7 separate regions of the Mus musculus genome follow, and all the other regions are linked to region 4. A link is a contact called in public promoter capture Hi-C data. All regions are on one chromosome and are shown on one strand. The core of a region is the stretch at or near the end of the contact, and the rest is flanking DNA. Distances in the headings are between cores, read along the strand shown. Region 1 holds the start of Zfp87 (zinc finger protein 87). Region 2 holds the start of Zfp459 (zinc finger protein 459). Region 3 holds the start of Zfp429 (zinc finger protein 429). Region 4 holds the start of Zfp712 (zinc finger protein 712). Region 5 holds the start of 9430065F17Rik (RIKEN cDNA 9430065F17 gene). Region 6 holds the start of Zfp874a (zinc finger protein 874a). Region 7 holds the start of Zfp874b (zinc finger protein 874b).

What was found. Promoter capture Hi-C pulls out the DNA fragments that hold promoters and counts their contacts. Capture Hi-C pulls out chosen DNA fragments and counts their contacts.
Region 1: a promoter capture Hi-C map of liver shows a contact between it and region 4, with 4 times the contacts expected there. The contact joins the promoter of Zfp87 here to the promoter of Zfp712 in region 4. A contact is called at or near these places in 19 of 39 promoter capture datasets (the 3T3-L1 cell line, 3T3-L1-derived adipocytes, the C10 cell line and 14 more), 3 of 484 Hi-C or Micro-C datasets (the HPC-7 cell line, cerebral cortex and muscle stem cells), 7 of 115 datasets of contacts at active chromatin or transcription factors (the 230-238 cell line, bone marrow-derived macrophages, embryonic stem cells and 3 more) and 2 of 9 other capture datasets (adipose tissue and liver).
Region 2: a promoter capture Hi-C map of pre-B cells shows a contact between it and region 4. The contact joins the promoter of Zfp459 here to the promoter of Zfp712 in region 4. A contact is called at or near these places in 4 of 39 promoter capture datasets (the C10 cell line, cranial neural crest, neutrophils and 1 more) and 1 of 9 other capture datasets (liver).
Region 3: a contact with region 4 is called in a promoter capture Hi-C map of pre-B cells. The contact joins the promoter of Zfp429 here to the promoter of Zfp712 in region 4. A contact is called at or near these places in 3 of 39 promoter capture datasets (erythroid cells, frontonasal cranial neural crest and pre-B cells).
Region 5: a contact with region 4 is called in a promoter capture Hi-C map of liver, with 7 times the contacts expected there. The contact joins the promoter of 9430065F17Rik here to the promoter of Zfp712 in region 4. A contact is called at or near these places in 6 of 39 promoter capture datasets (cranial neural crest, erythroid cells, frontonasal cranial neural crest and 3 more), 3 of 484 Hi-C or Micro-C datasets (CD4 T cells, forebrain and uterus), 3 of 115 datasets of contacts at active chromatin or transcription factors (astrocytes, bone marrow-derived macrophages and embryonic stem cells) and 2 of 9 other capture datasets (adipose tissue and liver).
Region 6: a contact with region 4 is called in a promoter capture Hi-C map of second pharyngeal arch cranial neural crest. The contact joins the promoter of Zfp874a here to the promoter of Zfp712 in region 4. A contact is called at or near these places in 13 of 39 promoter capture datasets (the 3T3-L1 cell line, cranial neural crest, embryonic stem cells and 9 more), 4 of 484 Hi-C or Micro-C datasets (LSK cells, cerebral cortex and embryonic stem cells), 2 of 115 datasets of contacts at active chromatin or transcription factors (astrocytes and bone marrow-derived macrophages) and 4 of 9 other capture datasets (adipose tissue, liver, macrophages and 1 more).
Region 7: a contact with region 4 is called in a promoter capture Hi-C map of liver, with 5 times the contacts expected there. The contact joins the promoter of Zfp874b here to the promoter of Zfp712 in region 4. A contact is called at or near these places in 16 of 39 promoter capture datasets (the 3T3-L1 cell line, the C10 cell line, the HPC-7 cell line and 10 more), 3 of 484 Hi-C or Micro-C datasets (cardiomyocytes, embryonic fibroblasts and uterus), 2 of 115 datasets of contacts at active chromatin or transcription factors (bone marrow-derived macrophages and embryonic stem cells) and 3 of 9 other capture datasets (adipose tissue, liver and pancreatic islet).

What each region holds. Positions count from the first base shown.
Region 1 is chr13:67,524,827-67,527,526 of GRCm38.p6, reverse strand. Zfp87 (zinc finger protein 87) reads left to right here and starts at 1,296. Exons shown (of 4, transcript NM_133228.3): 1 at 1,296-1,450. The coding sequence starts at 1,445.
Region 2 is chr13:67,420,165-67,422,864 of GRCm38.p6, reverse strand. Zfp459 (zinc finger protein 459) reads left to right here and starts at 1,447. Exons shown (of 4, transcript NM_177811.4): 1 at 1,447-1,523. It overlaps Gm33787 (a long non-coding RNA gene), which reads right to left and starts at 1,422. Exons shown (of 2, transcript XR_382593.2): 1 at 1,366-1,422.
Region 3 is chr13:67,398,474-67,401,173 of GRCm38.p6, reverse strand. It overlaps Zfp429 (zinc finger protein 429), which reads left to right and starts at 1,407. Exons shown (of 4, transcript NM_001080941.1): 1 at 1,407-1,478. The coding sequence starts at 1,443.
Region 4 is chr13:67,059,744-67,062,443 of GRCm38.p6, reverse strand. Zfp712 (zinc finger protein 712) reads left to right here and starts at 1,274. Exons shown (of 4, transcript NM_001166218.1): 1 at 1,274-1,381. The coding sequence starts at 1,376.
Region 5 is chr13:67,551,760-67,554,459 of GRCm38.p6, reverse strand. 9430065F17Rik (RIKEN cDNA 9430065F17 gene) reads right to left here and starts at 1,258. Exons shown (of 5, transcript NR_131100.1): 1 at 1,207-1,258; 2 at 831-886. It overlaps Zfp748 (zinc finger protein 748), which reads left to right and starts at 1,308. Exons shown (of 4, transcript NM_001035231.3): 1 at 1,308-1,429. The coding sequence starts at 1,424.
Region 6 is chr13:67,450,206-67,452,905 of GRCm38.p6, reverse strand. It overlaps Zfp874a (zinc finger protein 874a), which reads left to right and starts at 1,282. Exons shown (of 4, transcript NM_177712.4): 1 at 1,282-1,394. The coding sequence starts at 1,389.
Region 7 is chr13:67,482,839-67,485,538 of GRCm38.p6, reverse strand. Zfp874b (zinc finger protein 874b) reads left to right here and starts at 1,286. Exons shown (of 4, transcript NM_001076791.2): 1 at 1,286-1,398. The coding sequence starts at 1,393.

The sequences.
Region 1 (2,700 bases), core at 47-2,546, 470 kb before region 4:
TTCAGGCTGCTGCAGGAGGACACAGCACAGAAACCAGCTGTCTGTGTAGCATACTTGTCTAGGGCTAGAGGGAAGATGGGAGCTTCTGGCCAGGGGGGTGGGGGGTGGGAGCAAAAAATGCAGAGACAAACTGTGCACAACACTAAAGTATCTCTCTAGTATCAGCAATTCGGAGGTTACAACACATGCTTAATCACTGCAAGGAGAACTAAGTAGGAAAAGAGAAGTTGAGTTCTCCACAGTGATAAAAATACCATGGATAGTGGTAGCACATGCCTTTAATCCCCGCACTTGGGAAGCAGAATCAGGGGGATCTTTGAGTCCAATGCAAGCCTGGTCTACAGAGCAAGATACCCCATGCCTAATGCAGAGAGAAATTCTACAATGGATGATGGACCAGAAGTCCGTACAATGCTAAGAACTGTGCCCTCCTTGGGAGAGAAGCAGAAGAGATACTCACAGGCTCAGAGACCACCTGCTGTTAAACACTTCTCTGTTTGTGGTGAACCAGGGAGACGTGGGTGATGTTCTGGTATAGTTCTCATAAAATTAAAGTTCTTATGCAGATTAATGAATGAAAGTGTAAGCAAGGGACAAATGGAGAGATCAAGGATCCACCAATGGATTCTGGAAAGTCTTCACATGTAAATGTGAGGGTAGTACTTATAACCTCGTTCAGAGATTTTTTTTTTTTAACGTCTATGTCTCTGACCTACCTCCTTCACTGTATGGATTCCAGTGCTCACAGGAAAGTGTTTTTGTTTGTTTTCCCAGCTGTGGAGTCTAATGCATGTATGCTCACAGGCTTGTCAGCACACATGGAAAAATGGAGTATGTACAAGTTGAGCATTAAATTAAGTCTTCCTTCATTCTAGGCACGTAGTCTACCCCCTTTGCTAGTTTTGTACTTTGTATTTTGAGACAAGGTCTCTGTAAAGTGCCTAGAACGCTTTGGATTTGTAATCCTTTCATTTTAAACACCGAAGTTGATGTCAAAAAGCATCTCTAAGTAATAGCACTCACTCCACTTTAGCCTCTTGTTTCCTTATTTTAAAGTACAATTAAATGATTGTCAACTTTTGGTGCAGGTTCCAATTTTATAATTAGTAGACGAGTTTTTAAACTACAGTTTGACCAGATACAACTAATAACCCCTCCTATCAAAGCCTCAACGGATGTTCTAGCACGTCCGTTTTACAACCGGAACTTTTAAAGCAGCCTGACTGTGGGCTTTTGTCCCAGTGCTGACACCTCTCCTTTCTTTCCACCCTCCTCCGCTGTCAGTAGGGAGAACACAGAACTCTGGGAAATGTAGTCGTGCCCTCTGTGACGTCACAAGCAGCCGCTCTGCGAACCGCACTTCCGCATCCCGTCTGCAGACGTTTGTCTTCCCCTAAGTTAGCGGTGCTGTGTCCTGCTCCTCGCTCTCGATCGGATCTCTGACATGGAGGTTGGTCCAGGGAGCAGTGCAGCCTGAGGGAATGTGCAGGGGAGTGGTCCAGCTTGGAGGGAGCGGAGCCGAGGTGGACCAGAGGCAGGGAGAAGCCGAGTTGGTGATGCTGTGCTGCTGACCTAAGCTGGGCCAACTGAGCCTGGATGCAAATCTGGGTGGGGAGAGCAGTATGGGGGTGGCGCTGTGAGTGAAAGCTTTGTTAGGACGCGGCTGTATACGCTTCTGGGGTGGGAGAGCTGGCTCTGTAGCACAGAAATGTGGAATGGTGGAAGGTTCAGTATTGCCCCCCCGCAGGGTGGGCCGGCCCTCTCCTTGCGCCAGAGGTGTAAATGGGAGCCCACATTCCTGCTTGCCTTAGGAAGTCTGTTGGCTGTGATCACTTGGCCACTTGACTGTGGTCAGATTTCTCAGAACTTCTAGATCGAGTGGAGATCTGGCACCTCCTATTTATGGCCAGCCTAATATTCTTGGTTTGAGTTAATAGCTGCTCCTCGTTTCCAGGGACAGAGTTCTGCTAAGGAGGTTGGTGTATAGGATGTTAGTACCATTCTCTTTGGAATAAATTGTTAGGTTTTTTTTGGTGTGTTGTTTTGAATGAGAATATTTCATGGCCACCTCCGTGATCTATATCTTCACACTTAACACTCACATGTAGAGACAGTCTAATGTTCTAAAGGAGAAGGCTTATTCAGGATATTATTGATCCTACATTGTAGAGTAAAATACTAGAAAATACCGTATCCACTTATGTCAGAGATTGTGTAATGTCAGAAGCTTGGACTCCTTTTCTGAAACAAATGAGGGGGTGATGGGAGCAGAGAGATGGCCTGGAGATTATTAGTGACTTCGGGGAAAGGACTTGAGTGTCCCTGGGGAGGAGAAGTGACCTTGAATACCTAACAGTGTTTACGTTGCTCTTCAATTGTGAGCTTCTCTTCTATCTCTGGACACTGCACATCTAAACCTCCCTTAACAACTACTCTATCACTGCCCCGACTGTGGCACTCAGGTTCCCTGTTGCTCCCTGAACATTTGCCAGTTTATCCACGTCAGAAAGATTGAAAGGTGAATTTGAAGAGCTTTTGCTCAGTTAGGGTCCCTTGCCCATAATAGACTCCTTGGCCTGTCTCTTGTATAGTTTTGTAGTTCACAACACTTTAAGTCAAATCAAGTGTTTGTGTGGCATTAAAGCCTATTATTCATAAGGAACATGGGTTTTAAGCCACCTTCAGTATGAATATTTCTGT
Region 2 (2,700 bases), core at 198-2,697, 360 kb before region 4:
CAGGCTGTATCTAATAACAGGTGGTGATGATGTGCAGGATAGGGCATAGTCTCCGGAATAGCTCCGGGGCCTCTCAGCAGGTAGCAGTATCTTGAAGAGGAACAGAGACACTGGCTGAACAATAGAGTGATCTAGGGAGGAAGGCTCCACCCTAGGTAATCTCCCTAGTGGCAGCAAGGTCAAGTTCTGGCTCAGCCAGCTTCAGGCTGAGGGAAGGTTATAGTTTTCTACCCAGAGATCCAGGCACCTCTCAAAATCTGTCAGAAAATATGAATTGTGTGGTAGATGGAGAATAACACACAAGCTCACATTTCCTGAAAGTGCAAGGAATATACCCTGTGGATGCACTGACCTAAGTGGGACACCGACATCACACCCCTAGTGCCAAACCTCAAGGATCCATGAGGGAGAAGTGATAGCCACAAGATAGTCAGAGCCAGGTATAGTGATGTCTACAGTGAAACAGCATTGGCCAGATATGTCACTGCCATTGCCTGCATGAACCCACTGTGGTTAATAAGTATGTGGACATCTGTAGAAGCTAAAACCAATCATAAAGCATGCATGGATGAGTGAGAGCCTTGTTATAACACACCCTGACTGGAGCAGCTATTGGCTATTGATCGCTTCTGTGCCTTTGTAAGTCTGCTGCTTTGCAATAAAGTTGAGCCTGGATCAGAACTTTTGTTTTGGCGGTTCCCAGACTCTCATTCAAGGTACCTACTTTGACTGATAGTCGGACTACACCAAACTGCTTTACCACGTATCTGTCTAAGTTTTGTTTTGTATTTACGTTTTCCTCTTATTTAGAAAGAAGGTGTACTTAAATTGTCCATTACAGCCTTGGATCCATTTGTCAGTAACCTCTGAGAAGCTAGGAGCGTAATCAGGCACACCAAGGCTGAGTTGAAAATCCCTTTTTAAAAGATAATTTTCATCTCTACATCAGCGTAGTGCTTCATTATTTTTTTAAAGTACAACTGAGTCAACATGATGTTTTTCCGGGGGTAGTAAGATTAAAATCAGAACACGTGGACCAGAAAGGACTTGTAAGCCTAATATTTCTGTGAAAGGCTCTACTCACATCCATACACCTCTTGTTGTGGCTGTGGAGTTGAAAACTGTAAAGAACACATGGCCTCAGAAGGCATTCTTCCCGATGCTGTAAACTGCACCGCGAGTGCAGCCTCTGTGCAGGCGGGCAGGGGCAGCTTACAGCATCGGGGAAAATGCCTTCTGAGGCCATGTATTCTTTACAAAAACCATCCTGACTCCCCGTGGTTGTCATAGGAACTCTGCATTTTCCTTCCACACTCTACTGCAGGTTTCCAAGAAGAAATCCAGGAACAGTAGAAGTTGCCCTACCTGGACTCCAGGAAGTTCTTCTCGCAATCCAGTACCCACGTGACTCCGACGTCACAAGCAAATCCCACCCGGCTTTTGGTCAACACTCGTCAATCTTCCCGAAAGTTGGACTGGAGTCCTGTGATGCTGAAGATTCCTGTAGCATCTCTGACTTAGAGGTTGGTCGGGGGAGCAGCGTAGCTTGGGGAGCTGGGTTCCGTCTCAGAGGGAGCGGACCTAGGCTAGGTGGGAGGGCGGAAGAAGCTGCATGGACTTGCCGCGCTGAACGGGCTGGGACAGGTGAGGTTGCAGGGCAGGGTAGGGGACTGGGTGTTTGGGATTGTGAAGGATTCTTTGGAACACTGCGTGCAGCCCGAGTCTACACCGGAGCAGGTAGGTAGCGGGGGAGTGGATAATAGTGCAAGTGCAAGAATTGCAAGCTAATAGTGGTAAGCTGACTACCTGCTCCTGTAATACCTGCTCTGCTGGGAAGCACACTAACCTGGTGCCCCATTCTCACCTGGCTGCTGTGAGATTCCTCAGTAAATGGGTTTTCTGGTTCCTCCGGCACTCCGTAGCCGGCCTATTGTAATGGTTTTGATTATATTCATTTTCTCTGCCATTTAAAGAATTAAGAATGATTTAAATACATATATATGATTTGCAACCGGTGGCATGTTGGGAAATTCTGTAACACAGAAGGGAGATCTGCCAGAAGGACCCGCTATAGAGAAGCTTTGACTAGGGCTGAGACAGCACACATAGTCAACACATGGAGGGAAAGACTACAAAGCAGAGTGCCAACCAGGGAGGCTGAAGCCTGTTTCACCTTGCGGGCTGCTTTTCTCAAACCTTTGAAAAGTCCCCCATCCCTAATTTAGGGTTGAGTAATTTGGGGGTGGTGGTGGTGGTAAGACAGGATGTTTGGTTAGCCCACAATGCTTGCCTCACCACGTCTTCATCTGGGCTAAATTGTTGAGCTAGTCCATGATCAGGGGGAAAATCTCACGTGGCCTTGTTTTAGGGGGCCAGGCTTTTGTGTCAGGTCAGCAGGGTGAGGAAGAGCTCACAGACCTGTGTGTATTCACGTGATTTAGAGAAAACAGGCCTGTGATCAAAAGAAGCTTGAGCCTTCTGTGAGGCACATTCCTGTTATCTCTGCATTTGTGAGGGGGAGGGGCAGGACCCTCTGGACATCCCCTGCTTGATAGCAAATTCAAGGCCAATGTAAGCTGCCTCAATCTGTGTCAGAAAACATTTAATCATGCTTGATGGACGTGAGAAATACTCTCTATGATTCATTCCATGTCTTCCAGTGAGAGCCGTGGAAAACCCCTGCAATCAACACTTTGGTGT
Region 3 (2,700 bases), core at 158-2,657, 340 kb before region 4:
GTTGTTTACTGTTGGGAATAAAGAGCAATAAACATGGGGGCACAAATACACCTACATACAGCAAATTATCAGGTTCTCTGAGTATAACCACAGGATTGAATTAGTAGTGAGAGTGCAGAGACTGGTTCCATTCGGTTGAGGTCATTATGGGAATTAATCTGTAAGGTTCCAGTGTTTATTTCAGCACCCATAGTCTATGCTTCTGTACTCTTAGAGGCTACTTTGGGTCTGTGTTCCACAGTGGAGTAGACTCCACTGCAGCTGATGTTTTAGTACCTGCCTTTAGTTCACAGGATCTAAGGAATGGCCAAGGCATTGACTCCATGTGATCCCCTGGCTGTTTTGTGAGCAGTCCCATGTACACTGATTTCTGAGGGCTCTCAGAAAGAAATCCTAGTTGCAGGTGAGGGTGGATACCAATTTAAAATGTTTGTGCTCTGTATACTCTTGTTTCTACAGTACAACTCAAAGCCTTTGCATTTATGTCTCAACTACATACAACAAGTTGGAGAAATGACTGGATGTGTGACCTGCTTTTATTACAGACACCTTTCTACCAACAGATCAACAGTAGTAGTCTCTGTTGGACATAGGTAGCCTGTTAGCTGGTTTTAATCAATGCCTCCTTGGGCTGCTTGTTGATCTCCTTTCCAATGTCTGAGAGTCTGGGGCATTAACTCGGGACAAGAGATTTAGAGGAATGTTAGATAGACACTTGCTTGGGTGTGGCTTGGGAATGTCAAATTTTATCTTCAGAGTCAACCTCCTTGGCCTGCTCAAACAGCATGTGTTCCTGTATATGTAATATTAGCAATGCCCTGGAGGAATTATTTCTATATATTCGAAAAGTAGAAACACAAACAACAGTATACAAGTTTGTTGGGGCAGAAACCAAGCCAGCTTTGTACCGCAAGTCCATTTGTCAAAAGTTACTGAGGAGCTAGGAGCATAGTCAGGCACACCAAGGTTGGTTTCAAACATCCTTTTATAAAGTTACGTTTCCTTCCCACGTAGGTTAGTGTATTGCTTTGTTATTTTAACGAACTACTAAGTCAACGTTTTTTGTTTTTTTGTTTTTTTCAAGAAGTAGTAATATTAAACTTACAACTAGAAATGACTTGTAAGCCATATGTTTCTGTCAAAGGCTCGACTCATATCCGTACATCTCCGATGTGGTTCTGGGGTCCGAAACCAAATGGGGTCGCATTACCCATAGCTTTTCTGCAGAAAAGGCTTCCTCCTTCAACCTTCTACTTTGTGTTACCATCCACGTACCTCTCCAAACAGTAGAAGTCACCCACCCTGGGTTCTGGGATTTCCTTCGCACAGACTTCTGGGAGATGTAGTCCGCACCGCTGTGACCACTGGGAGCCTTCCAGGAAATCCCCTTCTGACTTCAGGTTTGTACTTGTGCCTCTTCCTCAAAGTTGGGCGGAAATCCTATGCGGCTATCTATTCCAGTTGTCTCTGACAAGAAGGTTGGTCCAGTCAGCAGCGTTGCTTGGGGCTCTGTGCGGGGTCTGTGTCAGGGAGGTTGGTTCAAGGAAGCAGCATAGACTGGGGTGGGTGCCAGAGCAGGGCTCTGTCTTGGAGGGAGCGCTTCTGGGCTGGGTGGGAGGGCGGAAGCAGCTGCCAGGACTTGCTGTGCTGAACTGGCTGGGACCGCTGAGGCTGCAGTTTTGGAGTGAGGGGACTGGCCTTTTGGGATTGTGTCCTGAGTGAAGGTTTCCTTTAGAACACCGAGAGCAGCCCGAGTCTGCCTTGGTTCTCTGGTACACTGGAGCAGCTTGGTAGTGGGGGACTAGATTGCAAACTAATGGTGATGAGCTGACTACCTGCTCCTGAGAGAGTGCCAGAGCCCACAGACCTGCATTGCTGGAAACGCGCATTCCTGGCTGCCCCCATCTCACCTGGATGCTGCCAGAGTCCTTTGTGTCTTTAGAGTAAAAGGGTTTCTGGTCCCCGTGTACTCTGTAGCCAGCTTATAGCAATGGCCTTGAGGTCTGACTGTGTTCACTTTTCTCTGCCAGTAAAGAATTAAGAGAGGAAAAATCCGAGGTACTACAGGTGTCGTTTAGGGGAATTCTGGGACACTGCCAACAGATCTGCCTGAATGCACTGAAAATCTTGGACTAGGGTTGAAGAAACGCATGGAGTGGATACACTGGCAGGAATGTCTACAAGGCAGAGTGGGATCGAGACGAGCTCACATCATGTTTCACCTTGAGGGCTGTATTTTCTAAACTTTTGAAAGGACCTCCATCCCTACTTTACAGTTGAGAGTTTTAAAAAAAGAGATAATGTCCGCTTGGCCCACAATGGTTCCGGTCAACATGACATTATCAGGGCTTGGACTTGTTGAAGAAGTTTATGAACATTGTGTATATTTCTGCCAGTGTTTCTGTTATCTTGTAGCTTTGCTGCCCATGGTAATATGAGGTATAAAAGGGCGGTGAATAATAAACTTGAGGCTGCTGTGGTATTGACCAGCAGTCCTCCCAAGTCTATTTCTTGGCTCTGCATCTTTTTTCGGCCTCTCCTGTCTTTAATCCTCACTCCACACTCAGAGACTCTTTGACACTTGGCACAACCTAGGAGTTGCTGCTTCATGATCTGTGTTGTATGTATTTTAAGCACTGTGTAGTATAGACAGGCTGGTAGGGAATGGGGAGTCTGTATTGTTTGGAACCTGATCAGGAA
Region 4 (2,700 bases), core at 25-2,524:
CTGTGCATAGCCCATTGCCCCACAATTGAATTCTAGAACAGTTTGAGTTTGAGATTTAGCAATGCCCTGTCATTGAGTTAGCAAAGACATTTTAAGATTAACTGCTTTGTGTGTCTGTGTTTTTTATCCAAAGATCCAGTATTCTCTAGGTGAGGGGCTGATAGCACTGCCTGTTCCCAGAGCTTAGGTGGGGTAGCAAAAGGTACATGTAACACTTTAGTATGCAAGTTTACTCAAAGCATATACATTCTGTGATCTCATTTTCTGAATCTGTTTTGTTTTTGAGTGGGGAGTCATGTATACCAAACATGTTTCAAACTTTCTATATGTCTATAGGTGACCTCGGACTCCTATTCCTATCTCCAGTAACCAACATCTGGGATTTTCAACATGTAAAACCACACTTGCTTCTATACAATCATCTTTAGTTTGAAGTTCCAGTTATTTGGACCAACACTTTTTCACATGTTCATTGTCTGTTTTCATTTCTCATTTTAAGAATTGTCTTCTCAAAATATTAGCTCATTTTTTTAATCCATGTTTGCCTTGTGATGTGAAACATTTTGGGGTGGGTGAGATAGCTCAGAGGTTAAGAGCACTAGCTGCTCTTCCGAGGGTCCTGAGTTCAAATACCAGCAACCACATGGTGGCTTACAACCATCCATAATGAGACCTGACTCCCTCTTCTGGTGTGTTTGAGGACAGCTACAGTGTACTTACATATAATAATAAATCTTTTTTAAAAACAAAACAAAAACAAACAAACAAACACAGCTGGGCAGTGGTGGCGCACACCTTTAATCCCAGCACTTGGGAGGCAGAGGCAGGAGGATTTCTGAGTTAGAGGCCAGCCTGGTTTGTAGAGTGAGTTCCAGGACAGCCAGAGCTATACAGAGAAACCCTGTCTGGAAAAACAAACCAAACCAAAGCAAAGCAAAACAAAAACAAAAACGAAACATTTTGTAGGAAGCAGGTTGAGTTTTAAAATCACAATATATGGACCCAAAGTATCCAGTACACATAATAAACAATGCTGTCAAAGGTTCAACCCATACTCATTTTGAAAATTTAAACGCGGTACCCTGACTCCCCGTGGCTATCCACCTTCAGAAGTGGCTTGTTTCTACCCATTCTCTTTGGCAAACAGCCTGACAGTAACTTGGGAACGTTTCAAATCACCTACCACGGCTTTGTGAAACTCGCTCGCAGAGAATTGTGGGAAATGTAGTCTCGTCCGCGGCGACGTCACAAACAGGGACTCTGGGAAGGGCGCTTCCGTGTTTCTTCTGCGCCTGTGTGTGTCTCCCTCTCTGGCGGTCTTCTCCAAAGTTGGGCCAGTGTCGGGTCCTGTGCGCGCTCTGGTAGCATCTCTGGCATGGAGGTTGGTCCCAGGATGTAGCGCAGCCAGAGGGACGTTGCGGGGTGGGCGGGTCCGCCTTGGAGGGAGGCGGGAAGAAGTTGAATGGGAGGTACTGTGGTGACCTAGGCTTGTCCATTCCGGTGCTGGTTAACGCTGGAGGAGGGATGGAGCTGGGAGTGGCCTCTCTTTTAAGGTGCCGTTGCCCTGTTCTGTCCTGCACTTCTGGGGCAGGAGAGCTGGCTCGGTAGCCTAGGAATGGAGAAGGGTGCCTGGCAGGGTGCATCTGCTGTCAGCTTGTGCCTGAGGTGTGGAAGCATGCCCTTAGCTGACACTGTCTCGATGGCTTCTGTTATCCGGAATTTAATAGATGTATATACAATGCAGTCCGATCAAATCCACCCCTACTGTCCCCTACTTCAACAGTACCAGGTATCTCCCAAAATGCTCCACTCCCAATTTCCTGTCCTGGTGGTTTTGTTTTTGTTTTATAACCCACTGAGTCCACTTAGTATTGCTCTAGTGTGCATACCTGTGTGTATGGGGCGGGGAAGGGAGGGCGCACAGGACATCCCCTAGAACGTGGACGCTCACTGGCCACACCTCCAAGCAAAATAAACAAACAAACAAACAAACAAAACGAATCTCTTTTTCAGTGGTCATGAATTCCAACCGATCCTTAGCTAAGGGTGGGGCCTTGTGAACCCCTCCCCTTTCCCTGTTGAAGTTTTGACTGACGTTATTTGTGTGTTATGCTGGTAACCATAGCTACCTTTTCCCCCTTCCTATTGCCATCCTTTTGTGTTTGTATTGGGATTTTGAGTCAGTTTCTTGTGTAGTCCAGGCTGCCCTGAAGTGTTCTGTGTAGCTGATAGTGACGTTAACTTCCGTTCCTCCTGACTTCTCCTCCTCTTTACTCCTCTGTGCCCTAGGAAGATGGCCATCTGTCACTTTGTTCTTTCCTTTGTGACTTGCCCCTTAAACCTTCTCTATTCTTTCAGATGACTATTAAGCCATAACTTATTGGTTAAGACAGGATCTAATTACTAATTTGCTTAGGAAATGGCAGAATTTCACTGGGTATATAAACAACATATGAGATGTAGAAAAGAAATTTGGAGATGCTCATATATTTATTTTAATTTATAAATATCAGTGAAGGATGCTTTGCTAAATATTGATCAAGACACCATGCCATGTTCCATTTATAGTGAGTTTGAGTGTTGTTTGTTTATTAACTGTTGGATTTCTTAAGTTGCCTCATAACCAGAGAATTTATATTAAGAAGAAAGACATATTATAGGGATGAAGGCATAAAAGTAGAATGTTAAGATCAAAACAAA
Region 5 (2,700 bases), core at 9-2,508, 490 kb before region 4:
ATCTCTCCAACCACCCTCCCCAACCAGTTATTAAAACTCCTTCTTAAACATTTCAGGGAAGAATAAAAAAGGACACAAGTAAGTTTCTTTCTTTCTTTCTTTCTTTCTTTCTTTCTTTCTTTCTTTTTTTTTTTTTTTTTTTTTTTTTTTTTTTTTTTTTTTTTGGTTTTTCGAGACAGGGTTTCTCTGTATAGCCCTGGCTGTCCTGGAACTCACTGTGTAGACCAGGCTGGCCTCCAACTCAGAAATCTGTCTGCCTTTGCCTCCCAAGTGCTGGGATAAAAGGCATGCGCCACCACTGCCCGGCAGGACACAAGTTTCTTATTAAAAAAAAAAAAAAAAAAAAAAGACTTTCCTTCTCAGCTGAGATTTAGCTTCCTTGTGAACCACTGTCCGTCACGAGTCCAGACTCTTCTTTCTAAAAAGGTTTGTTCTTTGGTCTTTGGCATGACCAGTACAGCACTAGATATTTACGAGGAGATAGGAGGTCCCAATGGTGCCAATCTATCTTTATTCATTCATTCATTATTTCTATGTTCCCAGTTAGATTCTCTGAGTTCTTTACAAGTGAATTCTAGAGAGCTGGGCTTTTAATTTTGTTCTATAATTTTAAATCATATCTGTGCACCTTGACCTGTGCACTACACTGTATGGATTCCAATGTTCACACTAAGACTTTTTTTCCAGCTGTGGCAAACTGGTTATTTTATTTAACTACAGGACGAGATTGTCTATTGTAGTGGTGTATTTATAACTAAAGCCTTCTTCATCCCAGGCAAGCAGGGACTTTACCCCTAAGATGCTCAGTAACCCTTTTTTGTAGTTTGTACCTTTTGCCCAGGTTATCCTTGGATTTGGCATCCTTCTGTCTTAAGCTCCTGAGCATCTGCGAAGACACGGAGTGACAAATAGGCTGATTGTAAAATCATCTTAACAGAAAGTGGTCATTTCCATACAATTTTTTGCTGATTTATTTTAAAGTTAAATTGAGTCAACGTGAATTTTACATATGGAATAAACCTCATAATAAGTAGACTTTGAGTTTTAAATCAGTACAGATTGACCAGAAATAATCAGCAAACATTAGAGTCAAAGGCTCGACTCACATTCAAACATCTCCGGTAGTGAACCCGGGATTTTAAAAGCAGCCCGACTCCCTATGGCTGTCCCAGTGCAAAAAATGCTCGCGTTCCCATCCATCCTCACCTGCAGAGGTGAAGAAACACAGGAAACACACACGTCACCAGCCTGTTTTCCTGGCGCCTCGTCGCACAGACTTGTGGGAAGTGTAGTCTTCCGTTGGATCGCTTCACAAGGAGCCATTGTGGAAACGGCACTTCCGCATTGCGACTGCACTAGTGCATTTTCTCTCAAAGTTGGGCGATTCTCTGGTCCTGCTCCGCGCTCGGCTTGCATCGCTGACATGGAGGTTGGTCCAGGGTGTCGCGTACCGCTGCAGGTCGGAGGGACCGAGGGCGGGTCCGGCCCGGAGGCGGCGGAGGAGGGGTGGCCCGGAGGCGGGAAGAACAGACTTGGTGGAGCCCTGCTGACCTAGGCTGGGCCACAGCGTCTGGAAGCCTGCTGGGGCCGGGGAGAGGGCATGCGGTTGGTGCTGGAAGTGAACGCTCTTGTGAGCTCAGAGTAGCTGCCTGGGTCTCTTATAGAGGCTGTATTGGTAAGAAAGGAATTGGGAATATGAAAATCCAGGATTGCTCGGACAGGCGGGTCTGCTCGTAACCTGTACCTGGAAGTGGTGGTGGTGGACTCATACATCTCAGATTGGCTATGGACCCACGCCTTCCCCGCGCTTGTCAGTTTTCTCAGGACACCTAGACCAAGTGGAGATCTGGCCCCTCCTGTACTTTATAGCCGGCCTAATACTTTTAGTTTGTATTGATAGAAGTTCATAGAGTTACTAGTTTCCAAGGACGGAGAGTTTTGCGAGAGAGATTGATGCATGGGATGTTAATCCCATTTTCATTGGAACAGAGATTTATGGACTGCCGTTTTAAATAGGAATACTTAATGATCACTGCTGTGACCTGAATCCTCAGACTAACACCCCCATGCAGAGCTAGAATGATCCCCTAAAGGAAAAGATTCTAGCTTTGCAAAACAAGAAATTACTGATCCTGCACTGTACTGGAGAAGAATAACTCATCCAATTCCATTGGGAATTATGATGCCATTAGTTTGTGGGAGATGAGTTGGCTAGAGGCTACAAGGGTGTCTAGGGATTGACTGTAAGGGGACAGAGGTGCTTGAGTTTCTCTGGGAAAGAGAAATAGTCCTGCCTACCTGACCGGATGCTTACAGTGCTCTCTGATCGATCCCATGGTTTTCTCCCGTCGTTGTCCACTGCATACTGTGTCTAAAACTGTCACTAGTTGTGGGATCTGTGTTCCACGAGTGCCCTTAAACAGTTCGTCCGGAACCGTTTCTCCCAAGTTTTTATACTGGGTCAAAAGAGTAAGAGATGACTTTAAGAGCTATGGTTCACTCGGGATCCTGTAGTTTTTTCACAGTGGGCTGCTCACATAGTCTTTTGTTTGTACAAGTGAAAATATGAGGGAAGGAATTACTCATTTTAGAAACTCACATATAGTGACGTTGTTGTATTACACATGTCGTCCTTACAAAGACTCTGATAGGAAAGTTTGCAGGATGGCGATGATGATGCTCACCATCCCCTGGTGATCT
Region 6 (2,700 bases), core at 33-2,532, 390 kb before region 4:
GGCCTCTGATGGGCTGCCTTGGGCTGTATGGTTGCGAACCTGTGGTTCTGTATGCTTCAGGAGTCTCAGGTTTGATGAAGGTGGGCAGATATGTGGCAGGAGAATGGAGGACCTCTCGGATGGCGGGCTGCTCCAGCAGCTTGGCTTGCCCCAGAGGACTCAGATAGCAGGGAAGAAGGGTTGGGGAAGGGAACCTTACCTGTGGTTCAGGAGTCTGATGGAGGTGAAGGAGAGGTGGCAGGAGAGTGGAGGTTCCCTGGGTAGTAGGCTGCTCAGAGCAGCTTGGTTTGGCCCAGAAGGGATTCTGTTATTTCCAAGGAAAACTGCCAATATAACATACTATTTCCCTCTCTCCTCCTCCTTTTTTTTTGGGACAGTCCCAGTACAGGCCTCTGGCTCTCCTAGAACTAGAGTTTCTCCTGTCTCTGCCTCCCAAGTGATTGAAGGCATATCCATAACATCTGGCAAGTTCCTTTTGTCTATTTTTCTATTTTTTTTTTGCAAGCTTAAGTAACATTTTATAATATGTAGAATGAAGATTAAAATAAACATATTGATGAGCAACAACTTGTAAACTTAACAAACAAAACATGGAAAGGCTTGATTCACAAATATCTTCTGTGATGAATCTGGATATTTCTGGTTTTGTTGTTCTTTGTTTTGTTTTGAGACAGGGTTTCACTGTGTAGCCCTGGCAGGCCAGGGACTCACTGTAAACAAGGCAGCCTGGAACTCAGAGGTGCCTGAATTTGCTTGCAGTGAGCTGGGATTAAAGACACCGCAGGCTGTGAATCTTGAATGTCAAAAGCAGCCTGAGTCCCTGCTTTTGCTCTTTGTCCTCTGTGAGGAAACTTTATTGTGTGCCGGGCACCCGCTCTTAAATTACTAAAAGATAAGTTCCTGGCAACTTCCCTCCTCCAGAAAATTGTAAAACTCTTTTGAAATGATTAACGCATGGTCTGGTTTCTGCAAACTAGCTTATTGCCACTTAACTGGCAGTGAGGTGGTTCCTCAAATAGCTGTAAACTCCACGGAAATTAAGGAATTAAGAACTTTACAGTGAAAATCCGGAAAAGCGGCACCTTACATAAACATTCGGCTCGTTAGAACTGGACACAGTTCATGGTCTCCTTGTTTCCTAAGTAGGTGACACTACATTGCAGACACACATCAATGTAGAAATCCAGGACCTTTAAATAATACAACTCACTCTCCTAGGACTCCTGCAACGCCATCGCACAGACTTGTGGGAAATGTAGTCTGCAGCACGGTGACGTCACAGGTCTGCACTTTTAGTAAACAGTTCATCTTTTAGTAAGCATGTGCGGCTCTTATCCAAAGCTGGGCCAGACTCTGGTCCTGCTGTGCTCTCCCGTTGGATCTCTGACATGGAGGTTGGTCCAGGGTTCAGTCATCCCAGGGTCTGTGCGGGGTGCATAGTTCCGGAAGGAACAGGGACCGGATGGAATGGGAGCTGGGAAGAGCTGATTTGGAGGAGCTTTCTGGACAGGGCTGGTGAGAGGGCGCTGCGGGGGTTGGTGGGACTGACCCCTGCGTTAGACTGACAGAAATCAAGGAATGGAGAAGCTTGTAAGTTCAAGGATTGCCTGGGCAGTGTTGGCTGGGTGAAGGTCTTTGCCTGGGCATGGTGATTCTGGGCGTACACTTTCCAGCTTTCTGGTGGAAGCATTAGCTGGGTCACTCTCACGTGGATATTACTGGATCTGTCAGTAAGTTTAGTTAAGAGGAGATCTGGTCCTTTCTGTACTTTATGGCTGTCTGTCACGGAGTTCAAGACCACTGAAAAAAACTCCGAACAAAACTAGGAATTATGAGATAAAACCAGCCGGGCGGTGCTGGCGCACGCCTTTAATCCCAGAACTTGGGAAGCAGAGGCAGGCGGATTTCTGAGTTCGTGGCCAGCCTGATCTACAAAGTGAGTTCCAGGACGGCCAGGGCTACACAGAAAAACCCTGTCTCGAAAAACAAAACACAAAAACACACAGAGAAAGAGAGAGAGAGAGAGGGAGAGGGGGAGGGGGAGGGGGAGAGGGAGAGGAGAGAAGAGAGGAGAGAGAACCAAACAAAAAACAACCCAAACTGCTTTATTTAGAGCCACAATCTCCTTTGCCAGTTTGAGAACTGCTGCAAAAGGGAAGATAGGGGTTGGAATTTTTAAAGGCACACACCACAAGTATCTCAACTCTGGGGATTTTCTGCTATGTGGGTTTTTTTTTTTTTCTTTTTTTGGTTTTTTGTTTGCTGTTTGTTTTTGTTGCTGTGTTGTACAACAGCTTAGTTGGAAATGGAGCTAGCTTTTAACTATCACACATGCAATAACTCTTGTCTTGCTTTGAGGTGACAGAAATTGCTAGGTTCCAGGGTCAGAGTTTTGCGTACTGGAGATTGAGGTGTGTGATGTTTCCTCCACTTACCTGGAAATGAATTGTGAATTTACAGATGGTTCACTTGGATTAGGAATCTCTCGTGGAAAGTGTTTAATTCCTCACTTGAAATGACACAGATGTTTTCTGAAAGGATATTGAGCTGTTTCTCAGTGGAGGATGAACTAAAATCTCCCTAAGTAAAACAAGAGATAAAACTTTTGCCTCAGAGGTTGTAAGCCTGAGATCGAAAAACCTGTCACAAGGTGTTAACAAAGGACACCAGAGGTGCCCTCGTGTTAACACTGCACACACG
Region 7 (2,700 bases), core at 37-2,536, 420 kb before region 4:
TCTGCAGTTTCTCCTGGTCACGTGGTTCAGCTCCATCTTAGCTGCTGCTTCCTCCTCTCCTGTCATCTCTCCCTCCCCATCTCTCGCTCTCCAAGATCTCCTCTCTCACCTTTCCTCTCCACGGCCCAATCACAGGCTTTTGCTTTTATTGACCAGTAAATGGGGAGAAGATTCACAGGAGAGCACCTGAGTACTTGATCCACCACTCTCCCGGGGGCCACCCCTCTTGAGGATGCAGAATTAACATGAAAATTCAAACAACATCAGGACAACCCACAACACTTACATAAGCTAAAGGTTGAAAATATGGACAAAGGATCTGCGATGGATCTGGGCGATCTTTACTGATAAACAACAGAGAGGAGGACTTTAAAATTGTTCGATACTCCGGAGGCAGAGGCAGGCAGATTTCTGAGTTTGAGGCCAGCCTGGTCTACAAAGTGAGTTCCAGGACAGCCAGGTCTAAACAGAGAAACCCTGTCTCGAAAAATCTAAATAAATAAATAAAATTGTTCGATGATTTAGTCTGTTTCTCTTGACTAACCTCCGACACGAATGGATTCCAATATTCACATGAAAACGATTTCCTGCAGTGGCTTGTGATCTGTGTACGGCTTGTAGTTGATTTCTAGAAGAGCCATTGCACAGGGCATCCAGAGTGATGGCGCTTAAGCCTTGTGGTGATCTCCTGTAAATAATCCGTGATTGTTACCTAAAATCCATGGCATTGTCTTCTTTGGGAATATCAAAAGCTTAGCATAACCTCAGTTATAAAACAATCCTGGTAAACCCGACACATTGGCTGTCAGTCCATCAGAAGCTGATTCCCCGGCGGCTTTTGCTAAAGCTTATCACATCCTGGAGTGTCTCTATCTCTTACCATCTTGGTAACTCAGTACACTGACAAATATTCACACAGGGTGTCAATACAGGAGAACGCGGCTCACTTAAGTATGTGCAGTACTGGGTATTAAGCCAAAGCCTTGAGGCAGTTTCCTCAAATAGCTGTAAATTTCACCGGAAATGAAGAAATTAAGAACTTTGCCAAGAAAATCCTCTGCCCCTTTAAGCTGGACCACAGAAACTGAGGAATGCACTCGGCTCGTTAGAACTGGGCTCAGTTCGTGGCCTCCATGCTTCTTAACTAGGCGACACTAACTAGGTGACAGACATCAATGCAGAAATCCAGGACCATTTTGTAGTACAACTCACTCTCCTAAGACTCCTGCAACGCCATCGCACAGACTTGTGGGAAATGTAGTCTGTAGCACGGTGACGTCACAGATCGGTACTTTGGTAAACAAGAGTTCAGCTTTTGGTAAGCATGTGCGGCTCTTATCCAAAGCTGGGCCAGACTCTGGTCCTGCTGTGCTCTCCCGTTGGATCTCTGACATGGAGGTTGGTCCAGGGTTCAGTCACCCCAGGGTCTGTGCGGGGTGCATAGGTCCGGAGGGAACAGGGACCGGGTGGAATGGAAGCTGGGAGGAGCTGATTTGGAGGAGCTTTCTGGACAGGGCTGGTGAGAGGGCGCTGCGGGGGTTAGTGGGACTGACCTCTGTTTAGACCGACAGAATTCAAGGAATGGAGAAGCTTGTAAGTTCAAGGATTGCCTAGGCAATGTTGGCTGGGTGAAGGTCTTTGCCTGGTCATGGTGATTCTGGGCGTTCACTTTCCAGCTTTCTGGTGGAAGTATTAGCTGGGTCACTCTCACGTGGATGTTACTGGATCGCTCAGTATGTTTAGATAAGAGGAGATCTGGTCCTTTCTGTACTTTATGGCTGTCTGTTACGGAGTTCAGGACCACTGAGAAAGATCACCAAATAAAACTAGGAATTAAAAGGTAAAAAACAAACCAACGAAACAAAACTGCTTTATTTAGAGCCACAATCTCCTTTGCCAGTTTGAGAACTGCTGCAAAAGGGTAGACAGGGGTTGGAATTCTTTAAGTCACAAAACACAGTTGTCTCAACTTGGGATGGTCTGCTTCATAAGGCATTATATTTTTTGTTTGTTTTCTGAGCAAGCACAGCTAAGAGAGATTAAAAAAAGCAGAATGCATGTCCGGTTACTATTGTTTGCTGTTTGTTTTTGTTGCTGTGTTGTACAACGCTCAGTTGGAAATGGAGCTAGTCTTTAATTCATCGCACATGCAGTTATTCTTGTCTTGCTTTGAGGTGACAGAACTTGCTAGGTTCCAGGGTCAGAGTCCTGAAGGGAGCATTGGTGTACGTGATATTTATCCCACTTTCTTTGAAATGAATTGTGGATTTAAAGAAGATTCACTTGGAATAGGAATCCCTCATGGAGGCTGTTCAGTTCCTCACTTGAAAGTAGCTTGACACCCATGTTTGCTAAAAGGATATTGAGCTGTTTCTCTTTTTTTTTTTTTTTTTTTTTTTGGTTTTTTCGAGACAGGGTTTCTCTGTATAGCCCTGGCTGTCCTGGAGCTCACTTTGTAGACCAGGCTGGCCTCGAACTCAGAAATCCGCCTGCCTCTGCCTCCCGAGTGCTGGGATTAAAGCCGTGCGCCACCACGCCCGGCTTGAGCTGTTTCTCAATGGAGGATTAATTAAAATCTTCCTAAGAAAGACAGATTTTAAAAAATTGCCTCCAGGGTTAGGAACCTTAGAGGTTGTAAAGCATGGGATTGTAAAATCTGTCACAAGGTGTTAACAAAGGACACCAGAGGTGCCCTCACTG